Linked DNA regions of Gossypium hirsutum: region 1 is linked to region 2. A link is a contact called in public Hi-C data. All regions are on one chromosome and are shown on one strand. The core of a region is the stretch at or near the end of the contact, and the rest is flanking DNA. Distances in the headings are between cores, read along the strand shown.

Region 1 (4,477 bases), core at 1,431-3,930, 110 kb after region 2:
CCTTTCTTCTTGCAGAAGTTACAAGTTTTACCTCTGTTTGAAGACTTCGATCTACCCTTAGATTTACCGCGAGGATTCCATTCCTGTGTCCTTCCACGATCATCATCAGTATTTCGATCTTGTCTCCCACGAACAATGAGACCCTCTCCTTGAGAGTCGAGTTTAACTGCAAGATGCTTCATCTTATCATACGAGGTCAAAGAATTATAAACCTCATCAACTGTGAAAGACTCGCGGCTATATAAAATCGTGTCTCTAAAGTTTGAATAAGACGGGGGCAACGAACAAAGTAGAATCAACCCTAGATCTTCCTTATCACACTGAACCTCCATGGCTTCCAAGTTTGAGAGAATTTCTTTAAACACTATTAAGTGTTCGTGTACAGACGCACCTTCCTCTAAACAATGAGCATAAAGACACTGCTTCATATGCAACTTGCTTGTTAGAGTTTTCGACATACATATTTGTTCCAGACTCTTCCATAATGTAGTGGCGGTCTTTTCATTCATCACACCTTGCAAAATTTCGTTGGACAAATGCAGATGTAATTGTGTTAATGCCTTTCGATCCTTACACTTCTTCTCTTCATCTGTTAATGTCGAAGGCATCTTACCTATCCCTAGCAAGGCATCCTCTAGATCATCTGCGCAAGAACTGCTTGCATCTTAATCTGCCATAATGCAAATCTGGTGTTACGATCTAATAGCGGAATTTCATACTTCAAAGACGCTATTTACCGTGATCGAGATGAACTACCCAGAAGCTCTAATACCAATTTGAGAAAATAAAATAAAATAAAGAACACACAGATTTTATGTGGAAACCTTTTCGGAAAAAAATCACGGGCAGAAAAGAAGAAAATTCACTATGTTGAATTCGGATAATTACAAGAGGAATAGACTATGTCTATTTATAGGCTTGTAAAGCCGTATTCTAGTAAGATTGAAACACCTTATTCTAATCAATATAAAATAGATGGAGTTTAATAAGGTTTAAAAAACCTTATTCTAAAATAAAATAAAAGAAGTGTAGTTCTATATTAATTTTACTTTTATTTTATTTAAATAAGAATTCAGGTCATTTAATTCTAACAGAATCGATTTCTAACCCTAAACCAACCTTCTTAATCGATTCCCAAATCAGTTTCAAACCCAAACCAACCCAAATCACAACCAAACTTTTCCCAAATCGATTTTCTTTTTTTTCCCAAATCCCTTTAATCAGAATCTATTTCTAATTTTTTACCCTAAACCAACATAACCCTTCAATTTTTCCCTAAACCTACCCCAAACGAAGACTCATCAGCTGCTTCACCAACGTGGCAAGTTAACTTGCCACATCAGCGGTCCTATTAACACACTAACAGAAACTGTTAATCAGTGACGATTTTGTCATTTTTTATAACGTTACTAATTGTTTTGTCACTTTTCAAAAGTCGAATGACTGAAATGAAATCTAGGTGACTGTTAATATAACTTACCCTTTTATTTTTATCCCAATTGAATAGAATGACATCCAATTTCAAAGAACTTTCATGCACCATTTGTAATATTGAGGTTTAATATAATTTTGGGCAAAGAAATTTTTATTTGTTTAATATAATTTTGCTTTAGTAATTTAATTATTTCATTTCAATGTGTTGAATAGAGGAAAGGGGTGAAGAACCAGTATCTCACTTTCTTTTGGAGTTTTACTTTTATTTATTTATTTTTTAATCAATGAAACATTGTTTATAAAAAGACTTATGTTGTCATTATCGTTTCATTACAAGGTCTTTAACAGTTTCTTTTTAGCTATATTCGAGGCTATGGTCTTGTCATATTTGTCATTATTAAGGTAAATGTTAATGTAAAGATTGTAAGGATTACTTCTGTTGTAAAATATTGTACATTTTTCAGGTTTTGTTCTCATACGTGTGATATTTGTTCCAATATGGTATATGTATTTAATAAAAGTTATATTAAACTTTTACTGTTTAATTCAAGTTTTAGAATTGTTTTAATAGAAATTCATAATAGCTAATAATATTAGCAATTATCTTTCATCACATTAACTCTAAAACTTAATTTAAATCATATTGTATTTAACAAATTAAATAAATTTACAATTAACACTAAATTTATTTCATTAATGTAATCATGAAAAATTCAAACATAATAATATTAGCAATTAACTTTCATCAAATCAACTCTAAAACTTGAATTAAACACTAAAAATTTAATATTTTTGGATACTTAAATCAGGATCGAAGCAGGAATTTTTTTAGGGGGTTGAGATTAAATTATATATTTTTATAATAGCTAAAATGCAAATTCACTATTTTATTGACTTATATTTTTACGACTTCCAAATGGCTAAATTGAAAGTCTAACATTTTTGGGTCAAACTATAATTTTATCATATATTTACTTAAGATTTTAAAAATTTTGGAAGCCTAAGAAGCAATTTCCCATGTTAGGGGTCAAGACCTGCCACCCCTTCTTTCATCCCTAATTAAAATATATAACTTTTTTTAATATAAATATAAAATTAAAAAAATATTACTTTAAAAAAAATTATCAAACTTCAATATCCCAAAAAACCTCTAATAAAATAACATCGTATTTGATAAGATCATGGACAAGGTTGTTGCCAATTTGTGCTTTTGTTGGATCGGCAGCCAGAGGCCCAGAGCCTGTCATAATTGGTCCATTCAGTTTGTTTTGAAGCAGATTTTTTATGGCCTTTATTTGGCCCAACCCTTACAATTTTTTTAACAAAGATCTCATAGTATCTAATAATTATATTGGACTCTGACTAAGGCTTCGTTGGGAGCGGCGGTGCGGTACGGTACGTTTAACTTACTTTTTGTCTCATATTATAGTATTGCTACAGTATCTAATCTCACCACCACTGTTTTTACATTAACCGCAAGTAAACGCACCATCCATCCAAACTCACCCTAAACTGAGGAGGAAAGGTAAAGCTCTAGCAGTATTTTTTTATTCATAAGATTCAGATACGAGGTCTTAATATTAAATTTCTTATCACTCCATGAATAAATACTTTTAGATTTAAGGTTGCCTACAAGTTCTAAGATTTAAAGGTTAAATTCTGTTTTGGTCGTGGAGACTTAATTTTTGTTCTTTAATTTGGTCTCTCTAATTTTATACTATTATTAGTTAATTTCAAATAATTTATACGGATAAAATTTTTATTAAAACATTTATATGGATTTTTTATTAAAAACACTCTTAATAAAAATTTAAAAAAAAATAAACTACCCCATAATTACTCTAAAATAAAAACTGTATTATTTTGATAACTTTTAAAAAAAGTTCTCAATTCAATATGATTGCTACCATTGTTTCTCTCGCCTGATCTTCTCATGCCATCAAAACCGTCGCCCGAAAATGCATTAACGAGCTGGATTACCCGCCGGTGAAAAAATCTGTTTCCAATCAACCTTTATATCTAATAAATCAAGTTCTCCATTAGACACACAAACTTCAAATATATATTATTAAAATCAACAACGATATACTCATAATTTATTATATCATTTTAAATTTTAATTATATATATTTTGATATAATATTTAGAACAACTTATAACTCTTCCTTATTTATAAATAAGAATATAATTTTTTTAAGAAAACAGAAAAGCAGAAAATGGGCAATCTTTGATTTACTTTCCATAAGCAGATTTTACAGAAATGTTATGCTATTATTCAGAAATCCATCAGTGAAAATATTTGTTTTTGATGTATTATAAGATTTCACTCTCACACCACACTCATAGAAATCTATCTCCAGATCAAACGACAAAGCTTGGTTTTGATTGGAAAAGCAAGCAAGCCCATTTTAGCAAGCAACATTAAAAGAGGAGGGAACTTAGCTTTAGCCTCCCAAATCAAATTGTAAAGAGGCAAAGAATAACGAAACATTATAAGCAAGCTAGTAATGTTGTACCTGAGCAATGGCGACGATGAACTGACGGAACCAAGGGGCATACGCAGATTGTTTCTTGAGCCTAGGAGACACCGGTGGTAATCGGGATCGTTGATCAATTTTCAAGCGAGGGTTTTGATGGCGAGGAATAAGAAAATGAGTAAGAGAAACAATGGCGGCAGTGATATGAGGAAGAAGATGGTAGAGAGTATAATATTTTTTTTCGTTTCTTTATTTTAGTGAATGGTGGTAGTCAACGGAAGAGATAGAAAGAAGAAATGATTGAATCAGATGGATTAAAATTTTGAAGCTAAGTTGGTAAGTTTGAATCGGATCAGAAATTATTTTAGAGAGTAACAAAAAACATGGTGCACGGATTGAATTAAAAAACTAATTGATTTGGATTTTATATTTTTTTATAATTTTATTTTATTTTCTTTAAAATTTTTAATATTTATTTGTTTCGAAAATAAACTGATCGAAACAAAAATCTATAGTATGACAATTTCACCTATAATCTAATTCCAAAAACATTGATAATATCGCCA
Region 2 (4,589 bases), core at 967-3,466:
AACACACTATAAAACTAGTAAAAACCAACAGCTACATTGATGGGATCACCTCAACCACCTTCTTAGATCACTAGTTGAAGATGGTGACATTTCACCACCAAGGCTCTCAGTACAACAAGATGAATAGTTAGATTGTCGTTCCAATCCGAATTGCGATCCGCTTACACTTTTAAAACTCGGGCTCCTCAAGCTATGACCATAACCTCCATACCCCATCCCAATACCGTATGGTTCCGGGATGGGAAACGATAGCCTTTTCCTTGCTGAACTGATTCGGTCCCTCTCTGGTGTCGATGGCCTCTGTCTTGGTGCACTTTGAGACCTAATCCTAGCCTTTGCAGACTCTGTTGCTGCCATGTAATTAGGCAATGTAATAGCATTGTTTATACTAGTACTAGCTTGAGTACTAACCCTGCCTGTGTAATAATAATTGGACCTTAAACTTGGTGTTTGTGATGATGAAAACGAGGTTCGGTCTTCCCTAACGCAACGAGGGCTCGCAGACCGTACTTGAACCGGACGTGTTTTCGATGGAGAGGGTGTAATTGGAGAAGGGTGGAAAGCTTGTGCATTGTGTTGAGCCCTATGGAGAGGTGAACTAGGCCTTTGGTGATAATGGTTTGAATTTGTTCTTCTATAATTTGGTGCTACATATGAATAAGGCTGTGAAGTGTCCATTTCAACAGTTTTGACATTATCTCTTTGATCCATTGAAGCTCTTCCTCTGTTATCCCATGGTTTAGCAGGCATCCAACGATCAAGCCACTCATCTTGTCCCCCATTGATGGACTCCTTCGAGCTCTCCTCATCTATTTTACGGTCAAATTGGTTTATATGAATCATTACAATATGATACAACAAGACATGGTTAAAGACAGAACATGAACCTGTTGTGACAGTGCTTGTGACAAGCTCTTTTCACGTTTCAAAGCAGCTTCTTTCCTATGTTGTAACATAGCTTTCACTTCTTCAACTGTGTGTGGCCTTTCGTCCCAATCATCTGCTATGCTACTTCCTCCTCTCGACTAGAACACACACAGACATAAAGACAAGGCAAATAAGAAGCTGAATCTTTAAACCACACATAAAGTCATAAACAAAAGGCTTAAAACACTTACTAATGATCTTCTATCCGATATATCTTGAAGATACCGTGATTCCCAGGTGTCGCTAAATGCTGATTTCCGGCTGCAACCATCGTGCGAGAGCCTCATTCTTTGGTCTAAAACACGAGACTGAACTTTAACCAGTGCTTGCATGCAACGAAGCGTCATCTTGGCTTGCTTTCTCACGTTGTGACCTCTCACTAAAGCTTGTAACTTCACTAGCCCTTTTAACGCACGTAGAGCTCTCCTGGCCTTCATTATCACCACCACAAAATCAACACTAAACCCCCATTTTTTCTCATGCAAAAAACAACAATTTTCAAAGGCAAAATTTTTTTCTTACCAGGTAGCCTCTAAAAGCTGTCTGAATAACAATAGCAGCAAAGTGATGTTTCCTGCCATAACTAGGTTTAGTCAACCGAGCAGCTTGTAAAGCTGCTTCTGCAGTCGCCACCGCAGCTTCAGCTTCCGCTGCTTTAGCCACCGCCACAGCAATAGCATGCCTTTTCTCCGCTGCTGCCGTACTTGCACCACCACCACCACCACCATTATTACCTACACTCTTCACAGGACTTGTATCTTGTTTCCTAAAGATCCACCTCCGTTTATCTCTCTTCTATATAAAAAAAATAAAAAATCAAAGGCTTTTCTTTTTATATTCATAAACAGCCATTAAAATAGATTGAAACACTTACCTTTTCATCATCATGGGTATCTTTAGTAGGAGATCTAAAAGCCCTTTTCACAGCAGTCAACCATGAAGTCCCTCCTTTCTTCCCCATTCAAAAGGATAGGGTTAAACCAAGCTGCATTTACAGCTAAAAGAAGCTTTGAAGAAGGAGCCAAGACACCAACACTGTGAAGATAAAAAAGATTCTGATTGTAATATGGATTCTTGTTAAATTGCCAGAGAAAGACATACAGGACAAGATAATTTAATGATATATATATTTCCTCAAGAGAGAGATACAATGAAAGGGAAAACAACGAAAGTGAACAGCTTAGATTTCAATATATCCAAGCTTGGGTGAACTTTCGAGCACATTGAGACATCGATGGTGGTGGTGTCAGAGTGTAGTACGTTAACATTTTTTTTTCAATGTTATTGAATTTTATAGGTTTAATTCTGAATTTTGTATTCTTATTTTACGAAATTTTAAAAATTGGTCTTTTATTTTAACTTTCCAGAATTTTATTTTTATTTTTGAGAAGTTAGTTTAATTTAATATTCTTATTTATTATTCACTTCAAAATCAAGAGTTTATCAATTTGTATATATTAAATTTGTAAAAGTAACTACTTCCATAATTTATATGCAATAAAGAAAAAAAAAGGTAAACCACAACATTAGTCACTAAATTATGAATAACTTTTTGTTTTGGTAACTTAATAAAAGAAAGCTACAATTTGGTCATTAAATTACTTAAAAGTTTTCATTTAAGTTACTGAGTTGTTAATATTTTTTTTTAAAGTTCCGCCAGAGAGTTTCAAGCTGCAGTTTAATGATTGGTATAATGGATCAGTATTTATCTAAGAATCGAAGAAAATACCTTTAGATCCGTCAATCTAACGGTCAGTGTCGAAGATTGGAGAAAAAAGCTGTTTGAATTTTGGTTCGCAAATTCTTAACGTCCAAAATTGTTTCATAAAAAAAAAGAATTATAGAAGAGAAAGGAAAAGAGAGCTTTCGATTAATGCAAGTAGTGTGAACAGAAAAAGCGATATAGCATCGTATTTAACAACTCAGTGACTTAAATGAAAATTATTTGATATTTGAGTTTAGTTTAAATGTTTAATTTGACATGTTAATTTTTTATCTTAATTTGGTACTTGAGTTTGGTTTTAATGCTCATTTTGGTACCTAAATTTTTTCAATTTAATACTTAAGTTTTTTTTATCTAATTAAGTACCCAAATTTAACTTTAATATTTAATTTGACATCTAAACTCTTTTTATGCTAATTAAGAATTTATATTTTCTTAACAAAACATATGTATCAAATATTTATTAAATCACATGGCATCATTTTATCTTAATACAAAATTATACATGAAATTTAATATAAAACTAAACTTAAATACCGAAAGGGTATTTTGTGTTATGAGGTTTTCTTTTGGGGGGTAATAATAAATAATAAAGTTTAATACTAAATTAAAGGGAACATGAGGAACAGAGAGTAGTGGACGTGCTGTGGACGAGGTGAGATATCGAGAAACGTTGAAAGGCAAAGGCCATGAAAAGAAAAAAAGGGAAACCCACGTTGAGTTTTGCACATCAACCAATGGCTAAAGTCTCCTTTTTTTCTTTTCTTTTTTTTTTCAAAACAAAGTTTTTTTAATAAAAAAATAATCACTTTCAAATAAAATATCGGTTTAGATAATATAAATGTAGAAAAAAGATGTTTGGGTTTATTTAAATTTTGACACATAAGATTGAATTTTGGCATTTGTATATTAACTAAGTCCATTTTTATATATGATGTTAGATTTTGATAAGAATGGATAATGCGACATTTTAAAATTATGATATTTTCAATTTATAATATGGTATGATTACAATATTAAACTTTTATATTTTTTAAATTTAGTGATTAAAATATATCTAATTGTTAAGTTTATATATTAAAGTTGTTGTTATTGTAACATATAAAGCATGAGTTTAAGTATACTTTTGTGCTTATTATCTTTTGATTTTAGGGTGTGAATGAGTTATAGATAATTAAAAGAATTAAGTAGAAAAAATACTAAAAACGATATTAAAATTAAGACAAAAAAATTATATTAAGAAAGTTTTGTTCTGTTTAAATGTATGATTCGACTCTACTTGAGAATTAGGTAAAATTAATTGATTTAATGCAAAAAAAAATCTAAAAAAAATATATTCATCTTTATTAAGAATTCATTAAGCTGATAGCTACTCTAAAATAAAAGTGGAAGCTTTTGTTCTGGTATTGTCCTTTACCCCTTTTTCCTTTAGGTTCTTAAAAAATTGATATAAACTGGACACCTCTCGTGGTGTCACGTGGTAGGAGCTGATGAATAGTGACTAATAACTAATGATCAAAGCAGTGGGAAAAAAAATATCAGGTGGATTATGGAGCACGGTGGTCCTATTTCCTTCCATTGATTTTAAATTGAAAGTGACATTTGAATCAGAAGATGATGAAAAAGTAGTAAATCAAGTGGTCCAAAAAGGACTTGAGGGAGTTGGGAAAATGTACCTTCACATAGTCTCAGTGAGTCTCAGAGTCAGTCAGGTATTGAATCTATAAAACATACCCCCAAACATTTTTGATTTTATGTCAAAGACCAGTCAAAGTCTTTCAGAGATGTAAGTAATAATAATTAAATCAGGGGAAGAAGAAGAAGCAGCCAGATTTACATACAGCTAATATGAAATATTTAAAGGAGCTCAAGAAAACATTCCCATGGAGTGAAAGATCGTTTGTTTTTTTTTTTCTCTAATAAATTTAATCAATTATTT

What was found. Hi-C and Micro-C count contacts between places; a contact is called where the count stands out from the background.
Region 1: a contact with region 2 is called in a Hi-C map of leaf, with 2.3 times the contacts expected there. The contact joins the enhancer-like site here to the promoter of LOC107923340 in region 2. A contact is called at or near these places in 4 of 34 Hi-C or Micro-C datasets (callus, leaf and petal).

The regions. Positions count from the first base shown.
Region 1 is chrA12:82,808,346-82,812,822 of Gossypium_hirsutum_v2.1, forward strand. No RefSeq gene overlaps it. Among protein-coding and RNA genes, the nearest start is that of LOC107938546, 20 kb to the right of the region's middle. Within about 2 kb of position 2,681, at least 1 of the 9 cell types and tissues checked has an H3K27ac peak or open chromatin away from gene starts, as enhancers often do. A contact at or near this core is called in leaf, where this site is marked.
Region 2 is chrA12:82,701,070-82,705,658 of Gossypium_hirsutum_v2.1, forward strand. It overlaps LOC107923340 (protein IQ-DOMAIN 1), which reads right to left and starts at 2,217. Exons shown (of 5, transcript XM_041082851.1): 1 at 1,802-2,217; 2 at 1,450-1,722; 3 at 1,119-1,358; 4 at 860-1,025; 5 at 1-809. The coding sequence starts at 1,888. The coding sequence ends at 46.